Linked DNA regions of Mus musculus: region 1 is linked to region 2. A link is a contact called in public HiCAR-type data. All regions are on one chromosome and are shown on one strand. The core of a region is the stretch at or near the end of the contact, and the rest is flanking DNA. Distances in the headings are between cores, read along the strand shown.

The links. HiCAR-type assays count read pairs that join an accessible place to other places.
Region 1: a contact with region 2 is called in a HiCAR-type map of fibro-adipogenic progenitors, with 2.5 times the contacts expected there. The contact joins two enhancer-like sites. A contact is called at or near these places in 2 of 15 datasets of contacts at CTCF or cohesin (the NIH/3T3 cell line and large pre-B cells), 4 of 484 Hi-C or Micro-C datasets (the G1E-ER4 cell line, bone marrow-derived macrophages and nephron progenitors) and 2 of 115 datasets of contacts at active chromatin or transcription factors (CD8 T cells and fibro-adipogenic progenitors).

What each region holds. Positions count from the first base shown.
Region 1 is chr12:79,487,202-79,491,371 of GRCm38.p6, forward strand. All of the region lies in intron 7 of Rad51b (RAD51 paralog B), which reads left to right. Among named protein-coding and RNA genes, the nearest start is that of Rad51b, 190 kb to the left of the region's middle. Within about 2 kb of position 1,845, at least 102 of the 459 cell types and tissues checked have an H3K27ac peak or open chromatin away from gene starts, as enhancers often do. A contact at or near this core is called in the NIH/3T3 cell line and fibro-adipogenic progenitors, where this site is marked.
Region 2 is chr12:79,381,334-79,385,340 of GRCm38.p6, forward strand. All of the region lies in intron 7 of Rad51b (RAD51 paralog B), which reads left to right. Among named protein-coding and RNA genes, the nearest start is that of Rad51b, 86 kb to the left of the region's middle. Within about 2 kb of position 2,423, at least 74 of the 459 cell types and tissues checked have an H3K27ac peak or open chromatin away from gene starts, as enhancers often do. A contact at or near this core is called in the NIH/3T3 cell line and fibro-adipogenic progenitors, where this site is marked.

The sequences.
Region 1 (4,170 bases), core at 595-3,094, 110 kb after region 2:
TTGTGGACATTTTATTAACTTTAAAAGTATGTATCCTTTCACTAAATAATCTACCTTAAGGAGTTTTTTTTTCCATTTTACTCTCATTTAAATAATATTCCTGGTATTAGTATAAGTATTATACCATTTCGTAGGATAGCAGAGGAACTGGGGGAGGGGCGGAGACCATCAACATGGGATTGACCAAATAAATTGGTCTGTATCATAGAATAGTGCAGAAAATTTTATTAAAAGAACATAGGCTTTTTACATTAGTAATGAAACAAAATCCAAGGTGCCTTGTAAATAAAGCACACCAAAAGCAAAACACCAACATGCCAGCCTAAGTTGCACTTTTTTTTTTTTAAATAGATCGCTTCTGTTTCTTAAAAGATTATTCCAGCATTGAGAAATGATATCTGGAAACACATGACAACAGAGGCTCCTCTGCACTGCCAGTCTCCTCATAGTTTATCGCATGTCCAGACACTGCCTGTTCCCCTAAAAGAAAATTAACCACATCCGTGTAAGCAATTTAACCTTTTGAAAAGTGGGATTATAATCAACTCCTGGTGGCATTTGAAAGGTTTTACTGAAAAGACCTTTACGCACATGAAACAGCGTGGGGTTTCATTTACACTTCTTGGACAGCCAGCTCTGCTGGCCCTGTTGTGATCTGACTCAGTGTTCCTGCAGGTTCTGAGTATCTCATAACAATGCATTAACTCCCTGGGTTCCATGATTAGTAGGCCGTGGGCTGGGGACCTGTACCATGATAGTTATATTATCTGGCACAAGTAGACGTTTGAAAGGTGGAAGTCCTTTTCTCAATTTAGAAGAAGTGTAATTTTTAGTGGAAGTGCATCTTATAATAAGTATACATGAAAAGTGGTGCCTTCATTTTGGAAATGTCTCAATGGAGCCAGAAATCCTGCCTGATGTAGGTTCAGCCTTGTTTTTCCCGTTCTTCCCGATGCTCCGTGAGGCAACTGAGGAAACAGGGTCATCACAGTAAGTCAAGCCTCTGCATTCCTGACGGCAGAGCACGAGTGTTAGGAACCCCCTTTTTTTCAACAGCAGATTGCTGCGATGCGGTACCTTCTGATTTCTAATGAGACACGAAGGCCTCTGTGTACAAGACAGTTTCGCACTTAGATGCTGACGGCTTTGTTCTCTGAGGCCATAGAGGTTATTTTTCCTAAGTTGGAAGAGTAGACTAGCTTCTTGGTGTACACTGAGTTTGCAAGTTTTTTTTTCTTTTTCTTTTCTCTTTTCTTTTTTGTTCTTGCTGATGTTCTTTTTTAATGATGAATAGCCCTTGAAATTCTGTAATACTAAAGGGGAAAGTCAGGTTGTCTTATTCTCATTTCAAAGATGAGATGGATGTACAGTTGAAAGAGATTATGCAACTTTCTCAAGCTCTCATGGAAAACAGGTGACAAAGCTAAATTTTCCCACACAATGTCATATTGGGATGAGAAATGCATCCTCCTTAGCGTATTACATCAATGAATCGTGTGCTTTGAGAAGCACTCGGGCCAGCGGGAACATCGCTGAACCTCATCCCAGGCACACGAGAAAAACGGTCTAAATCTAGGCCTGTGTTGTTCATTCATGTACATAGCATTCAGAACAAAGTCAGTTCTACATCAGGCCCTTGGAATCGCAGGCCGTCAGGGAGTGAGAAATTGATTGTCTTCTGTTACTTCTCCTTTTTAATCCCCTCATTTTCTCTGGTTGGTGTTCTTAGATGCCAGAGGCCAGTCGCTGCTGCCAGATGACTGGGCTCTGCTGGCTCATCAAGGGGCCGTGGCAGCACTTGTTTCCATGAGAGCTGGAAGACCAGATGCAATGGAAAAAGCACAGGCCGTTGTTTCTAAGTAGCTGGCAGTGTGATTCACAGTGGCCTGTATAATGTGAATGGAATCTGATAGCTCTTGGAACCGGGCTTCATGAGTAAAGTTACCGTGTTGGCAAGCTGAGCAGAGGCGGAGTGCTTGGTTAACATGTTCATATCCGGGCTTTTAGGAATAATCTGTGCAGTTTAACTTCAGCTCTTTCGGGTTTCCAAGTAGACTAGATATTCCTGAAAGGGGTATTGCCCAATTTCTAGGTGTATTTAAGGGATGTGATTTTTGAAGGCAAATTCCTTTTTGTGTGACAAGTAAATTAACATTAAACATCATGTATTCTGCCATGAAATTCAGTGGTAGGTTGTTCTTAGGACTCCATTTCTAGACATGCGTGGTGGCTTATGCCTTTGGTCCTAAGGCTGAGATGGCTGAGGCAGGAGGGCCTAGGAGTTCATGATAACATAACCAAGCCTTGTCTCAGCAAGGCAAAGCAAAAGGACAGTGAATCCTTCTACTTCTAAAGAAGCCCGTTCTCAGAGTCATTTAAAAGGTGTAAGAAATATAGTAGGCCCCAGGGGTCTCATGAGGGCAAATGAAAATAGAGTTTTCAAAGTAGTTGTAAACTAACAATGGAGTCACAGCAGCATAATAACTCATAATAATTCAGATGTTTTCCCAGGGATTTTCTGACTTTGACATAATAATTATGAATAAATGGTGGCTGCATTATATACACCTGTGTTTTGTAGTCATGTAGTTTCTTTATGCTAATGTTGTTGTTCCCTATAGTAACAACAAAAATATGTTCATTAGACTATAAATATTCATATTCATCCTTAGTCCTTTCCTTGTCTATCAAGCTCTATCCAGCCTTAATTCCTAATGCATTTACTGCCTTTTTTTGTTGTTGTTGTCATTTATTGTCTTTTTCTGGGTAATCACTTTGCTCTTTTGTGTGGCGGGGGGAGGGGAACTCTGGATAATTGCAAATGTCTTGCTATCCTTATGGACTAATCTGTGTTCTGTCCGCCTACATCATCACAGGCTTTATTGTGAGTCGCAGTCAGAAGAGTTCTAGGCAAATGAGAAGGGTTTTATGTTGCGACACCTCCATCAGTCTCGATTGCTGAGCTGAAGAAGAGGCTGTGCAGTGACTCTTGTGACAGCGGAGGTGCTCTGAACTCCCTGGATGGATGCCTCACCTCCAGCATCTGCTCCATCCCCAGAAGCGAGCAGCTTGTTTTCCAATCAAGGCGTACTCTGCAATTCGACCCTTTTTTTTGGAAATTAGGTATACTTTCCAGCATATATGCTTAGAGGCCCTTGGGTATTTGAACCATTTCCTAGTCTACTTTCCCAGACATAAGAGATACCATGTGTGAAGTATGTGGAATGAAAATGTCAAGGTGTTTGGGTGGGTTCTTTCTACAGAAAATATATTTGCTTATTGCAGTTTCTCTGCGAAGACTTTAAAGTGATTTAAGGACAGTTTAAAATCACCTCTTTAGAGCTGAAATAATTTATGTCTGCTGTGTAAATAGAACCTTCCAGAGTATGAACCGATGAGCCACCTCAACTCCCACCTCTTTTATGAAGCCTTCCTCAGTGCCCTTGTTAATAAGAAGAGTAGTCATCCTCTGCTTGCCTTTCCCAAAACACATTGACCTTTCCTGAGCGTGGTAATATCATAGCCCAGTCGACCTTGAACTCCAGTTCTTTCATCTCTTTCTCGTTCACTTTTGAAATTAGAGAAGGGCTTTTGTTAGGCTCATGCCCCCCCCTCCGCCCCAGCTATACATCCCAACTGTTGTACTACCCCATGCCCACCCTACCTGGGTTCCCCTCTGCCTATTGCCTCCTCAGTGCTGCGATTATATGATCTTAAAAGCAATTGCCATCCACATACTGTGGAATGATTCATTTATGTAGCTGTCTCTTCTATTACACTCTGAATTCCATGGGGACAGAGCCATGCTTCTCCACCTGTGTTTCCCAGGGCCAGGCGTGGTGCTGGCACACAGAATTACGTTTCTATTGGATGAATGCTGGACTTTATTCATCTTGCGTATATATGGATTTGGAAAGGCAAAAGCCCATTTTCCACAGTTAACTGTACTGCAAAACAGTTTGAGGAAACTATTGCATCTTATAGTAACATATCCATGTACATCTCTGGAGAGCTGTGAATGCCAGTGTATTCCACTTCATTACATTTATCTTTCATGGCAGGAAAGTTATGTTTGTTTCCTTTTACTTTAAAACCCAAATTTGGTAGTCTGTCATTTCTTGTAGAAGGTTAAAAGTTGATTCAATTAAACTTTTTTTTTGAATTCCCATT
Region 2 (4,007 bases), core at 1,173-3,672:
CTTCTTTCTCTAGCTTGAGTCTATATTAGTTATCTGTCGCTGTAACAAATTGCTTAAAAGTTAATCTTAAAACAAGGACCATTTGTTACCCCTGTTTCTGGGGACCAGGGTACCCATTTGTCTCTTGTGCATGATAAAGTGAGATAGTAGACGCTGACTGCCTGGTAGCTGCAACCTGAGGCCTTTAGTGCTACACACGTGTGCATAGCTTCAACAGCTCCTTTGCTGCCTTCTAATTTTTGTCACACGTGGTTTGTTTGTTGTTGTTGTTGTTGTTTTTAAACCATCCACTGGAAAGAGACTCAAGTTGCTGCCTCCCTTGTGATAACTAATTGTGCCTCACCGATCTAATCTTCAGGGTTAGATTTGCCTCCTTGACATTTAAATGCAACCACAAACCAGACTTCCTCCACTTGTTCAACTGTTTCTCTTTAGAAGATTATTTATTTATTAAAAATATGCCTATGAGTGTTTGTGTTCATCTGTGTATGTGTGCCACATCTGTGTCTGCTGCCCATGAAGAACAGAGGAGGGCTTCCATTTCCTGGAACTGGAGTTAATGGGAAGTTGTGACCACCTGGTAGGTGCTCAAGGAGCCAAATCCGGGTTTTCTACATAATCAACCAGTGCTTTTAACCATGAAGCCATCACCCTAGCCCTCAACCAATTTTATTTTAAACACCTACTTTACTTAATTGCTTCTACTGTAGACTAAAGTCCATCTAAATCCCTCAGACCACATGCAGAAAGTTCCCTGTCTTGCTGTATCCCTTTGCTTACACTCTCCTGTCTCCCCTCCTGTTTTTTCAATTCTTTACTTCTTTTGTCAACCCAAATCTCATTATGTTCTTTCCATTCTCGTAAAGCCACTTTAGACTGTTTCTGGCCCAAGTAGTTCTTAAACTTCAAATTCCTGTTGTATTAACATGTAATGCCAGCACAGTTTATTTCTCTATTTTTAATTTGTTTAAGTGGGTTAGTTAATTTCTCTTTCCAAAGAGAATTCCAATTTTCCAAATGCAATATCCTTTACTTCCTGTGTGCCTTTTGCTGAATGCTCTGATTGAGCAGCTAGGAACCTTGACTTGACTGTAAAACCTTCTCCCCAGGATGCTGCTGAACGAAGGATAACTCCCAGAGCCATGCATGGGGATTAGCTGACTTTAGTATGGTATGCGGCTACATTTCATCAGTTTCCTGATGAATTGCTGCATGAAGAGATTAATTAAAGAAAACCCTTCCCCTTTGGCTAACCATCAGAATTGGCAGTTAGCCTTGAGATGTCAAAGCAAAAGTGTACAGGTTGCCTGGAGCAGGACAGATAGGAACACTGACCCCTATCCTACTTCATTATGGGCTGGCCAGGTTCTTTTACTGAGATAAGCAGAATTTATTAGATAAACAAGAAATTTACTTCTATTTTTTAAAGTTTCCATGAATTTGATACACATACACAAACACACACACACACACACACACACACACACACACACACGAGAGAGAGAGAGAGAGAGAGAGGGTGAGAGAGAGAGAGAGAGAAGACAAATAACTGAAATTTAGTTTCATCATCTTCTCATTCACTGAGAAAAGTTAAAATAATAATAATATAAGTTTACAACCTGAAATAGCCTGTAAATAATGTGGCTAATTGTGTTCCATAGCATTCTTAGTACTTTTAGTACATTCTGGAAGAATGAGTCCAGAGAGCATGCCAGTGGGAAAGACAGCTGGGCTCTTTTAGTGACGTTAAGTTCTGTGCTTAGCTAAGACACAGCTCTGTTTGCATTGTTAGTTTTAACCTTCTCTCAGTTTTCCTCCTCCTCCTCATTGTCTCCTTTGTACCCTAAAGACTCAGGGAGAATATTTGCTTAAAGTCAGAGGACAGAGGCACATTCATCTTCTTGTTCTAAAATGGAAAATAAGGTATTTTTTTCATCAGTATGTTCTGATCATGGTTTCTTTTTCTCCATCTTATCCCTGTCTCCATGGCTCCAATAATAAAGACTCTCTCAAAACCCCTAGAATTAAAGAAAAAAGAAGAAGAAGAAGCTCAAGAAAAACTCTCTCTCTCTTCCACACACACACACACACACACACCATAAAAACACAATCAGAAACCATAATATACCAACAAAAGACCAGATGATAAACAGTTGCCCAAACAAAGCAATATGAGACACAAAAGTGTACAAATATTCAGCTAAGTATGGTTTGAGTTGACCTACTGCTGAGCATGAAGCCTACCCTGAAGTGTGGTTTATATACATAGTGAGGCTCCACTGGAGAAAACCGATTTTTGAAAAATATTCTCTTTCTCAGGGCCAGGACCCATCTGACTAGAACCCATGCAAGCCCTGTGCATGCTGCCACAGTCTCTGGGAGCTCACTCGTGAGTCAGTCCCCTGGTATCTGGAAGTGTTTTCTTGATGTCAGTCATGCCCCACCCCTCTGGCTCTTTCAGTCTCTCTGCCTCCCCTTCTGCACAGTTCTCTGAGCCTTGAGAGGACGGCTTCCATGAAGACATCTTTTTAGGACCCAGTACTCCAAAGTCTCTCCCTCTGCCAATTCTTGTCAGGTTGTAGGTAGGTCTCTCTGCTTCATTCCCATCTGTTACAAGAGGGAGCTTCTCTGCTGATGCCTGAGACACTGATTCAACATTTGTCTTTTTCCATTAGAGCCATCGCATAGTCTGTTTAGGCTTGGTTTTAGGATTACTTATAATTTGAGTCTGTGATTCAGGTTATTATTTGAACATTTTTGGTTTCCTTGTGGCTAAATTACTGATGTTTATACAAAACTAAAACCCAACAAAACAAAACAAAAACCAGTCTCTCCCTGTTATTTGTGCATATGTGTGTTTAAGGAAAAAAAAAATCCTTACTCTATTGCAGAAATACTTGAATTAGAGAAATTCAAGGGCTAGAAAAGATTCCACCTTTTGACTATTGCCTTTGGTCCTTTGCTAGTGATTTTGGGGGAGTGGGGTGAGGGATCATGCCCTTGGGAAAGCAAGACATACAGGATATGTAAATACACATTTACTGTCTAGATCACCCCAGTACCTCCTGTCTGCAGCCCAGCCTTCCATAGAGCATCCTGGTGATAGCCACCCTATGATGGCTCTGGGTTGTCTTCTCGTGAGTCCTGTGTGCTCTGCACAGGCACCACTCCTGCTCTATAGAAAGGAGGTAAAGAAATGAGGGGGAGCAGCAGGCTTGGGGGGTGTCAGGAGGAGCCTGGTGCGGCTCTTTGAAGAGTCTGCTTAGCCTTCTCTAGCTGCCCCCCTCCCCAGCCCCATTCCTTTTCCCGACACTTCACTATTTGGATAAGGAATTTAAAATAAAAATTAGCTCATTTGCTTACATATTTCAGACCAGTTCTTTAATAATCTCCCATGTCCTGAAGAATCTTACAGTTTTTACTTGATTTCCATCTTTCTTGATCACTCTGCTGTATTTTATACAAAGTTAACATTCCGTTCTCCACGAAAGGGGAAGGATTTACTGAATGCGATGCTTGCCACACGAACCTTTCTCTAATCAGGCTTACTTGAAAGTGTGTATTTCACTGAGTGGCATTTGCAAATTGTTTTCCTCCCTACCCCACCAGAGCTGACAATATAAAAATGCTTCCATATGCCGAAAGCTGGCCGATTTATCTTGCTAGCAGGGTGTGTGTTCAGGGTGGGGTGCAGAGGGGGCAGTGTACTTTACTCCCTGGTTATGATATAAACATGAAACTGCGAAGTGCGGAGGTTTTGCAAGGAAAGCCCTGAGTTCACTGGGAACAGCTCTAGAGCCCCGAGGCTTCACTGCTGTTAGAGATAAGTGTTAAGAGTTGTTTTTACCCCACAAGAGTAAAATTTAAAAGTGCAATTATGATTTGCATATAGCTTGAAAATATTTAATTGAGTACAGTTAGAACAGAGCATTCAATTCTAATTTTGAACAGGCCTGAACATTTTAAGTAAATAAATAATTTTGCTTGACTACCTCAAGGCATTTCAG